Regions from separate parts of the Sus scrofa genome. Here regions 1 and 3 are each linked to region 2. A link is a contact called in public Hi-C and HiChIP or PLAC-seq data. All regions are on one chromosome and are shown on one strand. Each heading gives the region's core, a stretch centred on a gene start, on an enhancer-like site or on the middle of the called end of the contact. The rest is flanking DNA. Distances are from core to core; before and after follow the strand shown. Region 1 overlaps FOXN3 (forkhead box N3). Region 2 has its middle 250 kb from the start of TTC8. Region 3 overlaps FOXN3 (forkhead box N3).

Region 1 (3,119 bases), core at 62-2,561, 200 kb after region 2:
TCAGTGGGTTAAGGATCCAGCGTTACTCTGTGCTGTGCTGCAGGTCCCAGATGCGGCTCAGATCTGGCGTTGCTGTGGCTACAGCTCTAATTCGACCCCTTGCCTGGGAACCTCCGTATGCTGTGGGTGTGGTCCTAGTATGACCAAAAAAAAAAAAAAAAAAAGAAAAAGAAAAAGAAAAAGAAAAAAAGAAATCAAGGACACAAAGAATGAAAGAATGAAACACATTCGATACTTTGGCCAGTGCTTGGGTGCCTTATATTGGTTCACTGGGCAACCAGACCTCTCTGGTCGTTTTCAGAAACCAGACCCAAACTGAAGGGAGAGCAGCGTATGGGCTTGGAAACCAGAGGAAACTCAGACTTTCATCCCAGCTCCTCCTCTTCTGGCCCAAGGAGGTCTGCTGTGTTTCCCTATTTTCCGCCCAGGGTATGAAGGTGAAAGGGAGAAAACATAGGCTGAAGTGCCAGGTGGAGTGTGTGACCCCTAATAATCAGCAGTGTCCTTTAGAAATCTGTGACTGGAAGAGAGTGTCTGGGGTCAAGTCTGGAATATAAGCAATTCATTTAAAAAAAAAAAAAAAAAAAAAAAGGCATCCACCAAGAGAATGGATGTGTGTATGTGTATAACTGAATCCCTCTGTTGTGCAGCAGAAATGACCACAACTGTACGTCGATAAAACTTTAAAAAATGAAAAAAAGCACCGATCAAATAGTGTTTTTTCTTCCTTAATATTAATTAATATTCCTTAATTCTTAATATCCAAAGGATGACCCACATCCTTAGGAAGTGAGGTTTTGTCCTAGAAAACTTGCACAGAGCCTGGCTGAGCTGAGCTGGAGGGGACGAGGGCCCTGGCCACCAGAGGACTTCTCAGAGCAGCTGGGTGCTCAGTGCCAGCCTGCGAGGAGATGGGGCCCTCAGGTCAGGGATGACACAGTGGGGTTCCCTTGCCCACGCACCAGAGTCCTCCCTTTGGGACGTTCATGCTGGAAACCCACATGTATGTCACAACCCAGAATTTAACAAGAACTCAGATTCTTAGAGGGCAACTTGGAGAAAACAACACCTCTCTTCCATCGCACGCTATCAATTTGAGCGGGGCACACTGAGGTTCTATTAGTGCAGGAATTTATCACCTAAGTTGTATGTATTTGAACAACAGAACAGACTTTATATACTGTTGTTTCCTGAACACTCATTTTTCGGTTAACAAGACAAAAGAATTTACAGTCACTGCCAACAGCTTGCTGGCAGCTAATACCCCGATTAGCCGTTGCCTGGCAACAGTCAAGCATGCTTCCTCCCAAATCAGGAAGAACCAGGGCTAAATCTAGACTAATTACAAAATGGGACAAATATTTAAAAGCTTTATATTTATTAAGGCTTTGGGGAGGGTATCCTAGCAAGAATGAGTCCTACTGAACAAATTTAACTAAAGAGAGTACATATCTGTCTTTGTTTCGGTGTTCCATGCTATGCAGATCATTTTAGGAAAACCGGGCATTTTTGCATCTTTCCCAGTTTCCCCAAATATTGTACTAAACAAAACCATGCGCTTATATTTTGCGGGAGCATGTCTTTTGCCTACTCCTCTAAGAATAAGGATGAAAAGGAGCGCTGGAGACACCCTAGCCTTGTCATACACACAGACCTGCACAGATATAAGGAGGCTACTATCACAATTCTCGCAACTCTCCCAGAGACATCTGCACGGAAAGCTCAGCAGCTTTCTGCCTTCATTTCTACCTGCATTCTTACTTCCTTCTCTTTCAAGAGGCACTCAGAGTTCTCTGGGTGGTGAACAAATCCAGAGTTTTTTCAGAGTCCACCAGGGCTGGCCACCCTGCCATACAGGCTATGTTGCTGGTGGCAAAGTTCTGAACAATCAAAGTTCTAAAGTCAAGAGACCTGGCTGGGAGGTCCCATTGTGGCGCCGCAGAAACAAATCTGACTAGGAACCATGAGGACGCGGGTTCGATCCCCGGCCTCGCTCAGTGAGTTAAGGATCGGGCATTGCTGGGTGGCAGATGCAGCTTGGATCCTGCATTGCTGTGCCTGTGGCGTAGGCTGGCAGCTATAACTCTGATTAGACCCCTAGCCTGGGAACTTTCATATGCTGTGAGTGCAGCCCTAAAAAGACAAAAAGTCCGAAAAAAAAAAAAAAAAAAAAAAAAAGAGAGAGAGAGAGAGAGAGCGCGCGAGAGAGACCTGGCTGCATCCCCCAGAGTGGAGACAAGAGGAGCAGGAGAGCTCCAAACACACACACACCATAGGATTTTGGCTCCCTTTCACATGCCAACGTAGAAAGACTCCAGATGAAGGAATATTCTCCCCCCAAAAGACCAGACACAAACCCCAAAAGCAGTACAAGAACCGCAGGGGGGGGTTGCAAACAATGGGCCAAACCATACCGCCACAGAGCAAAGCATGGCTTCTGCATTTCCGAGTGGCTGAAGAATCCTATTTTCTTGAAACGGGAAAATTATATGAAATTCAAATTTCAGGGTCTACAAATAAAATCTTATTGGGCTACAACACACCCTATTTATGTGTATGTCCGTTTCATGCTAAGTATTTAGTATTTGGCCCTTTACAACGAAGAAAAGTCTTCAGAGCTCAGAAGTGGAATAAAGACCCAGGACCTTTGACTTCTTGAAAAAGAAACCGATTCTGCATTAACTTTAAACATGACCAAATCAAAGCCAATGAGCCATTTCCCACCAAATGGCTTTGAGTCTGGGGCTGCTTTGTGAAGGCACAACCAAAATTTCCAGAAAACAGTCCCTGTGGAATGCTAATTTGATCAGTACTAAATTGAATCATCATTACTTGGACTTTTTCTGATTTCAGCGAGACAACCCTCCCTCCCCCAACACACACACAGAAATTCGCCTCAAACCGCTGGTCTTAGATCGCCGCTCCTCTATCTTGTCATTAGCGGAACGGTCTGAGTACTCCCATCAGATAGCCTCTGAAAAGCGACACCATTTTCTCCACGCAAATAATTTTATTATTAAAAAGAACCGTGAGGACCGTTTTTAGGTCGGAGAGGAATACGGAATCAATTGCATTTTGTGTGTAAATAAGCCCGCCCACCAGACAAGGCTGCCTGGTCC
Region 2 (3,498 bases), core at 183-2,682:
CAATAGAGTCACATTCGGAAGTACTGTGGGTGTGGGATGGGAGGAGGGAGTGTTAATGCCTCAATGCAGGAACTTGGAGAGGGGAACACAGTTCAGCAAATAACCTCCAGCTAGATTTTAAGGAAAATATTTCTCATTCATGGGTTTTTGAAGGTAAGGGGATTGCTTTTTACTGATGCCAAGTCATGCCAGTTTGCCATTTATGATTATGATGCTAATTTTTATAAAATATAAACATACTTAAGTAGTAGAAAGGTTGGCTAAAGAAACCTGTAAGAATTAATAGTATGCCAAAACTTATGATGAAGATGCAAATGACTGTATTTTTGAGAAACATTGCCTAGGTGATTTCTAAAACCTGCCCCAATTCTGGCAGCTTTTTTTTTTTCCTTATATAATTTAAATTGTATTCATTTATGCAATAATTTAATCAAGTGCCTATTAAGTGTCTCATTGGTGCTGGACACCAGGGTGATTAGAGAGTGAAATGAATAGTGAAATGAGAGCAAGGAAAGAAAAAATGCAATTCTGCCTGGAAGAATCAGAAAAGGCTTCCCAGAGGTGGTGACAAACAGGATGTTTTGGACTTCTCAGACCCACAGATTGCAAACTCTGTCTCCTCCTCATTGATTCAGTGTTTTCTGAATTTTGAATGCATGTATAACTGTGGGGTAGCTGCTATCAAGAAGATAGAGTAACTTTAAAAAGAGAGAAAAACTAATAGGAGCAGAGAAGACCATGCATAAAACTCATGACTTGCATTTCAGGTTATCCTTCCCCAAGAGATGATTTTAAACGTTTGGATTTTTTTTTCCCCTTGATTAAGAACCTTCCATTTTCCTAGAGTCTAGCCGTCTGATATGAAATCCAGACTGGAAAAATTCAGGCATAATTGTGAAAACATATTTCTTAATCAAATGTAACCACAGGGAGAAAAATCTTTCATTGAATAAGCTCCTCTGAGGAGAGAGAACTTATTTGGGGGTGTGGGGAGGTGGCTAATTCATCCAGTGTTTTCCTCATTGGTCCTAGACTTGGTCAGTCAGTGATGCACAAATTTAATAGCATCCGCATTGAGTAGGACTGTTGCAGATGCTGTAGCTACTGTGGGGAATCGGACTGGCTAGGTACTCTCTCAGGGGGCTTACATTCTAGCAGGAAAAACTGGCAATAAGCAAACGAGTAGATAAAAGAAGGGACAGCAGAGAGAAATCAGTGCTCTGAGAAGTACAATAAGGAGACAGGAGAGGGGATAATGGGGTGGTGGTGGGGGGAACGTGGCTGCTTTGATTGGGTGGTGGGGAGGTCCTCTCCAAGTGGCTTTTTAAGGTGAAGCGTAAATGGCAAAAGAAAGCCAGTGGGAAGAGCGCTCCAGACCTGGCCGAGAGCTGGGTAGGGCGGCAAAGGGAGGGGTGCGCATGCGCATCTGAGGAACAGAAAGCAGCCCTCCGTCTGCAGCCGGGTAGACCCGGGATCACCCGGAATCACCCGGGCGGGGCGGGGAAGAGCCGAGGTCACCGAGGGGGACTGGGCTGGGATTCGGGCCGATTGTTACTCCAGCAAAGCATACGCAGACGAGACTCTTCAGTGCTTCCAGAAAACATCTTCTCTGTCCTCGTAGGCTAGTCCCCTAGACTTTAGCGAATTTTCCTCTTCCAGTACAAAAAAATGTGTTTACTTCATTTTCCCTTCCAACTCAGACGTGCAGTTCTTTCCCCTCCAGAGAGTACTCAGCTGCTAAAAATGATCTGGGAAGGTAGTTCATTTGTCTCATTTCTGATTACTGAAGCAATTACTCCTTTTTTCCTTATGACCAGTCTTTTAAAAAGACAGTGCCATAACTTTGACGTCTGTGTTGTTATTTTTGCAGGTTAGATGGTATTGGTGGAGCCATAGGAGTGAACTGGCATATGGCACCTCTGGGATGTGGTTAGAGCAGCTGATGAGCTGGGAACAGTGGCTGAGTGTTGCGTGCTCATTTCTTCGGCCTCCCCTAGTCACCTGTTTGTCTCCATTCCTACTGGCGCCATCCCAAGTATGATTTCACAGCTGGGTTATCACACGGTTCCTCCCTGTGCCTCTGTGCTATTTTCTTTCTCATGTCTTCTCTGTGATACAATCAGATGCATCCTCCTAAAACACCTCTTCAGTCATATCCTTCCCCTACCAGCCCACCTACAGTGGCTCCCCACTGGCTCCCAAATCAGGCTCCTCTGTCTTGCGCCCACCCTCACAAATGTCGCTTTTTAGATTTATGTGAGTAAACATGGTATTCTTTCAAGGCAATGTGTCTCAGGCTCCAGCAGAACACCTCTGGTCTATGTAAGACATTCCTCATCCTGAAAATGCCAGCAGTACCCATAAGGATCCATGAAAGTGGAGAGGCAAGCAAAATTAATAGTGTATAAAATCAAGCAGTTCCACCAAACTCACCAACCAGTTGTGACATGCAGGACCCACACAACAAAGGCCTTGCCAGGTGGAAGGAGCAGGGTAGGGGGGCGGTGAGGGAGAGGGTTGGGCGGGGGTGTGAAAATTGAGCCCAAAGGTCAATTCACACAAAGCAAATATTCCACCCAGGGAAAGGTAGGCTGTGTGCATGTGTGAATCAGGAAATGCTGAATTCATTTTAAAAATATATGTTCTATTAATCAGCATAACACAGCTGTTGTAACAAATATGTCTCCAGATTTTCAGCACCTTGACATTATAGTTTATTTTGTGTTCACATAACACTGAGCGAGTGTCCCAAGGCAGGTGTTTCTGGTTGGTGACAGCTTTCTTCCGAGGGTCCCATTGTGGTCAGCCTCATCAGCAGGGGGAGGGGATCGAGCCAGTAGGGGGAAGGCAACCTGTTTCTTAACAGTCCCGGCCCAGAAGTGATGCCCTCACTGGGGCTCAATCCTACTGGCAAGAACAGGGCCAAATGAACACAGCTGGGGAGCTGGGAAATGAGCTGGGAGCTGAGAAATGAGTCCTGGCAGGGTGGCCACGTCCCAGTAACAGCCCAGACTATGGGGAGGGGGGTTTTGATGGACAACTTGGTGCTCCTGTTGTATACCTCTAGGCTGTTTATATCAAGGTCAGTGGTAATTTGGTCCTCAGGCTAAATATTACCTAATATTGTTATGGCGGTCAGGCAGAACCTGAGAAATAAAACAAAGTTATTACTATTAAAAGTTTTTTTTATCACACCACTTCACCTGGTTAACTCCTGTTCATTCTGCAGAGCTCAGCTCAATTGTCACATCGTCCATGAAGCCTTTCCTGGCATTTCTGCCTAAGTCACATTTCTGTTTTCTATGCCCCACATGCTTCCCATTTCTAGCACTTATCACATTGCAGTTTTACATGTGTGTGTGTGTGAGACAATGAGATGAATACATGTCTCCCCTATTAGACTCTTAAGTTCCATGGGGACAAGTATATTAACTTTTTTTCCCCCCACCTTATCGTAATATCTAGCTTAGGGGCAGGTATACAGAGGTGTTAAATGTA
Region 3 (3,545 bases), core at 16-2,515, 170 kb after region 2:
AGCGAGGGAACTGGAAGAGGCTCCGTCTCTGGTTCTGAACTGGATTTCCGGTACCCAGTCACTCTTCAAGTTATACCGACTGGAGACGTGATTATCAGGACTTCTCCCAGGTAGACGGGGTGATGCGAGAAATGCAAAGCACCTCAGCCTAATGGCAGGTGAGCCTCTAACACCCCCTGCACCTGCCCTGCCGCCCCCACCCCACCTCCCTCACCCCCACCTGCTCTCTTCTCACTGGCTCAGCAGAGCTGCTTGCATCTTCTTCCCGCTCTGGCCCTGCTATGACCGCTGTGAATCAAGTCACGGGATCACACAATACCCCAGGTCCCGTCCGGTGTTTATGACTATCTCTTAGTTCTTGACCCCTCCTTAGATGCCTGCTTTCAATACAAGATGGAAAGGGCATGCAGCCCAAGCCCCCTCTATCCTGCCACTCTGCTCTCCTCGGCATCACAGCATCTCCCCACAACTCTGCCCGGGACACTTTGCATTCACTTTCCCATCTGCTTTCCTGCAAGGAATGAGGGAAGTGACCTGAAAGGGACATGGTGACGTCCCCCTCTCCCTCGGGGCTCATCTGGTTTCACCACTGCTTTCAAATACATGTACACCACCTCCGACATGCTGTCTGTGCCCTTGGCGTGGGCTTCGTTCCTTGGTGAGCTGGGCTCAGCGAGCGTTTTGGCCACGGCTATAATATTACCCAGCTTCTGTACTGAGGCCCGGAGTGACACTGTGATGACGAGAGGGCACCATCAGCCGTGTCATGAGTCCACAAGGACAGATTCAGGAGCTATAGGGGCAGCGCCTTGCACTGCACAGCAACACTGAGAGAAGTCTCCCCTGACTCCGGACTTGCTCTCCCCAGGATCTGGGCTCCTCTGTGAGAGCACAAACCACCAAGGGGACTCTGTCTTCCGGCTACACTGCAAACCCCTGGAGACCGAGGTCCAGCTCTGTCCTGGACCATGAGGGGTACCGGGCACATTGCAGGAAATCAAGTGGAATGTCTGCATGCAATTCACTGGTCTGGGCTGAACTGTTCCCCCTCCCCAGATTCATAGGTTGAACCACTAACCCCTAGTGTGACCAACTTGGACACGGAGCCTTCGCACAGGCAGATCATTAAGATGCAACAGGGAAGGAGGAATGGGGCTTTCCTGCAACGGGACCTCAACAGGGCCTGAATCTGACAGGACTGTGTCCTTGTAAGAAGAACCCAGAGGAGGCACCCGTACACAGAAGGGGCCATGTGAGGACACGGTGAGAGAGCAGCTGCCGGCAGGACACGTAGAGGCCCAGGAGAGATCAAACCCGCTGGCTCCCAGCCTCCAGAACTGTGAGAAAACGGCCCTCTGCTGTCACCACCGCCCCCACACCCCCCCTGCTGTGATATCTTGTTAAGGCCGCCCTAGCTGACCAGCACACGAAGTGTCCGAGCACCAGGCATGCTCAATCGAGGACCCGGGGGATCAGCGCAGCTGCTGAGAGAGGTTCTCCAAGATCTTGACTTTGGTTGCTTAAGGTTAATCCTGACTCCCGGTCAGTGGTACCCACCTTTGGTCTCTCCTTTCTCAGCAGCCAAGGCAAGTCTCGTTAAAGTAATCCGTTTCACCTACCCCTATGTTGCCAGGGAAGGTTAAGGTCATCATGAGCTAAGATTCTGGGGCCTCTGGGAAATCACTGAACTTGACGGACATCACCATAGGCCTTGGGACGCCGGCAGTCCGGCACACCCGTGGACGATGGCCATTCTCCTGGGAAAAAGCTGCAAGAGTCTCAAAAGGGGAGATGTGCACATGGCCTTAGACTCCCCCCCCCTCCCCCTTGCTGGCTGTGTTTACCTGCATAGGCAACCTCCCGATTCCATGTCCATTGCTTTGTTTTTTTAAAGATGGCTGTGCTGTTGTAACGGGCAGTTCCTCTCCCCCTCTGGGAACTGCCCCTGACTACCATCTAAGGAACCTTCTATCTTCCAATCTGTCCCTGTGCTTCCAAGTGATGTTTCCACAACCCCCCCCCACATAAAGCAATCCATCCCTCCCAGTCTTCTGGTTCCAGGGATGGGACCAAGACGTCATGGGATCCAGGCTGGTCTAATTACGGGGCTGCTCATAACCTCTTCTGGGAACACTGGGGAAATGCTACATTCAACGCATGTAGCCCAAGAGGCTGCTGGTAGCCACCTTGCAAACTCAATGTGAGCCTCTCTGAGCCTATTGCCACCAAAGGCAAAGCTGAGCTGGGGGACAGAGAGCGTCGGTATTATTATTACCACAAGCCTATTTTGCTTAAGTCACCATCTCTGGAAAGCTCTCCATGCTCATCTTCTGTCCTCTCAAAGGTCAATCAAACCACTAAGTGGGCCTCCTGGGACAATGGAGAGGTGAGAATTTCACTGACACAGCAATTATCAGTGATATATATATTCAGGTGAACGGATGCTATTCACCTAAACATCCTTATTCGTCAGGACTCCTGGATGTACACACACCAAAAAAAAAACCAAAAAAACAAACAAACAAAAAACGAAAACAAACAAACAAAAAACCCCAAATCAAGCTGGGTTAGGTAAAAAGGAAAATTTATGAGCTCGTCTAATCCCACCATTGGAAGGGTAGGGGTAGACCGGCCCCTCGTTTCGCTTCTTTGCCCTGGTGCTATTTCTTGGACACTGGTCCATTCTACATGGAAGGGCTTATGATGCCAGCACAGCCTTTAGAGCCCCCGTAAGCAACAGAAGGAGTACCAGGGTGGACTCTGGCCTGGACTGGGTCATGTGCCTCTACCTCAACCACCTGCTGAGGCCAGGGAGCTTTAAAAAGTTGGCACCTCCTATTTGGAACACTATGTTGGAAGGTGTGTGTATGTGTGTGTGTGTGTGCACGCACGCACGTGGCAGGGGTGGGAGGGAAACGGTGGGTCCCACAAGAGAAGACAGATGCCCTACATGCTCTGACATGGCTATAGACACCCTGCCGTGCCTGCAAGCACCCCAATCTGGGCCTATGACAGCTGCAAAAGTTCCAAAGTGAGAACTTCATTGGTCATGGCAAGACTGAAAGAATGAAGTCTCTCAGAGCGGGAGAAATACAGCATCACAAGTGATAAATACAGAGCTGGCCTTTCTATGTGTCACAGGCTTCTTGTCTCTCATCACAAAGTCCTCCTCATCTTGCTGAAAACACGGGAAAGGAATCCACAGCGGGGACACTGGGTTCGAGTAGCCCTGCTGGCAGATGTCATCAGACACAGACTTGCAGTTCTAAACCTCCCTGTAAGGAGTGTCCAGTAAGCAGTCCAGTAAGCAGAATGAGCTTATCTCGAACAGGTTGCATACAAAAATCACACCCAAAGAGGGGCTAACCCATGTGTGCTGAGGTTACCAAGAGGTGGGGGATAAGTTCAATGTGATCCTGAAACAATGTTCCAAAGTTCTGGATCACTGCAAGGATGTCTCTCTCTCCCTCTCCTCTCTGAAACAAATCTTTGCAAATTGCTCACTGCTCCTATTCTGGCACAAACAGGAAGACAGATCACAGGCT

The links. Hi-C and Micro-C count contacts between places; a contact is called where the count stands out from the background. HiChIP or PLAC-seq counts read pairs in DNA pulled down with a chosen protein or histone mark.
Region 1: a contact with region 2 is called in a Hi-C map of embryonic fibroblasts, with 2.1 times the contacts expected there. The contact joins two enhancer-like sites. A contact is called at or near these places in 1 of 47 Hi-C or Micro-C datasets (embryonic fibroblasts) and 1 of 2 datasets of contacts at active chromatin or transcription factors (alveolar macrophages).
Region 3: a contact with region 2 is called in an H3K27ac HiChIP or PLAC-seq map of skeletal muscle, with 4 times the contacts expected there. The contact joins two enhancer-like sites. A contact is called at or near these places in 2 of 2 datasets of contacts at active chromatin or transcription factors (alveolar macrophages and skeletal muscle).

What each region holds. Positions count from the first base shown.
Region 1 is chr7:111,179,565-111,182,683 of Sscrofa11.1, forward strand. The region is part of intron 3 of FOXN3 (forkhead box N3); the gene reads right to left. Among named protein-coding and RNA genes, the nearest start is that of FOXN3, 160 kb to the right of the region's middle. Within about 2 kb of position 1,312, at least 20 of the 83 cell types and tissues checked have an H3K27ac peak or open chromatin away from gene starts, as enhancers often do. A contact at or near this core is called in embryonic fibroblasts, where this site is marked.
Region 2 is chr7:110,982,044-110,985,541 of Sscrofa11.1, forward strand. No RefSeq gene overlaps it. Among named protein-coding and RNA genes, the nearest start is that of TTC8, 250 kb to the left of the region's middle. Within about 2 kb of position 1,433, at least 48 of the 83 cell types and tissues checked have an H3K27ac peak or open chromatin away from gene starts, as enhancers often do. A contact at or near this core is called in embryonic fibroblasts and skeletal muscle, where this site is marked.
Region 3 is chr7:111,148,791-111,152,335 of Sscrofa11.1, forward strand. The region is part of intron 4 of FOXN3 (forkhead box N3); the gene reads right to left. Among named protein-coding and RNA genes, the nearest start is that of FOXN3, 190 kb to the right of the region's middle. Within about 2 kb of position 1,266, at least 6 of the 83 cell types and tissues checked have an H3K27ac peak or open chromatin away from gene starts, as enhancers often do. A contact at or near this core is called in skeletal muscle, where this site is marked.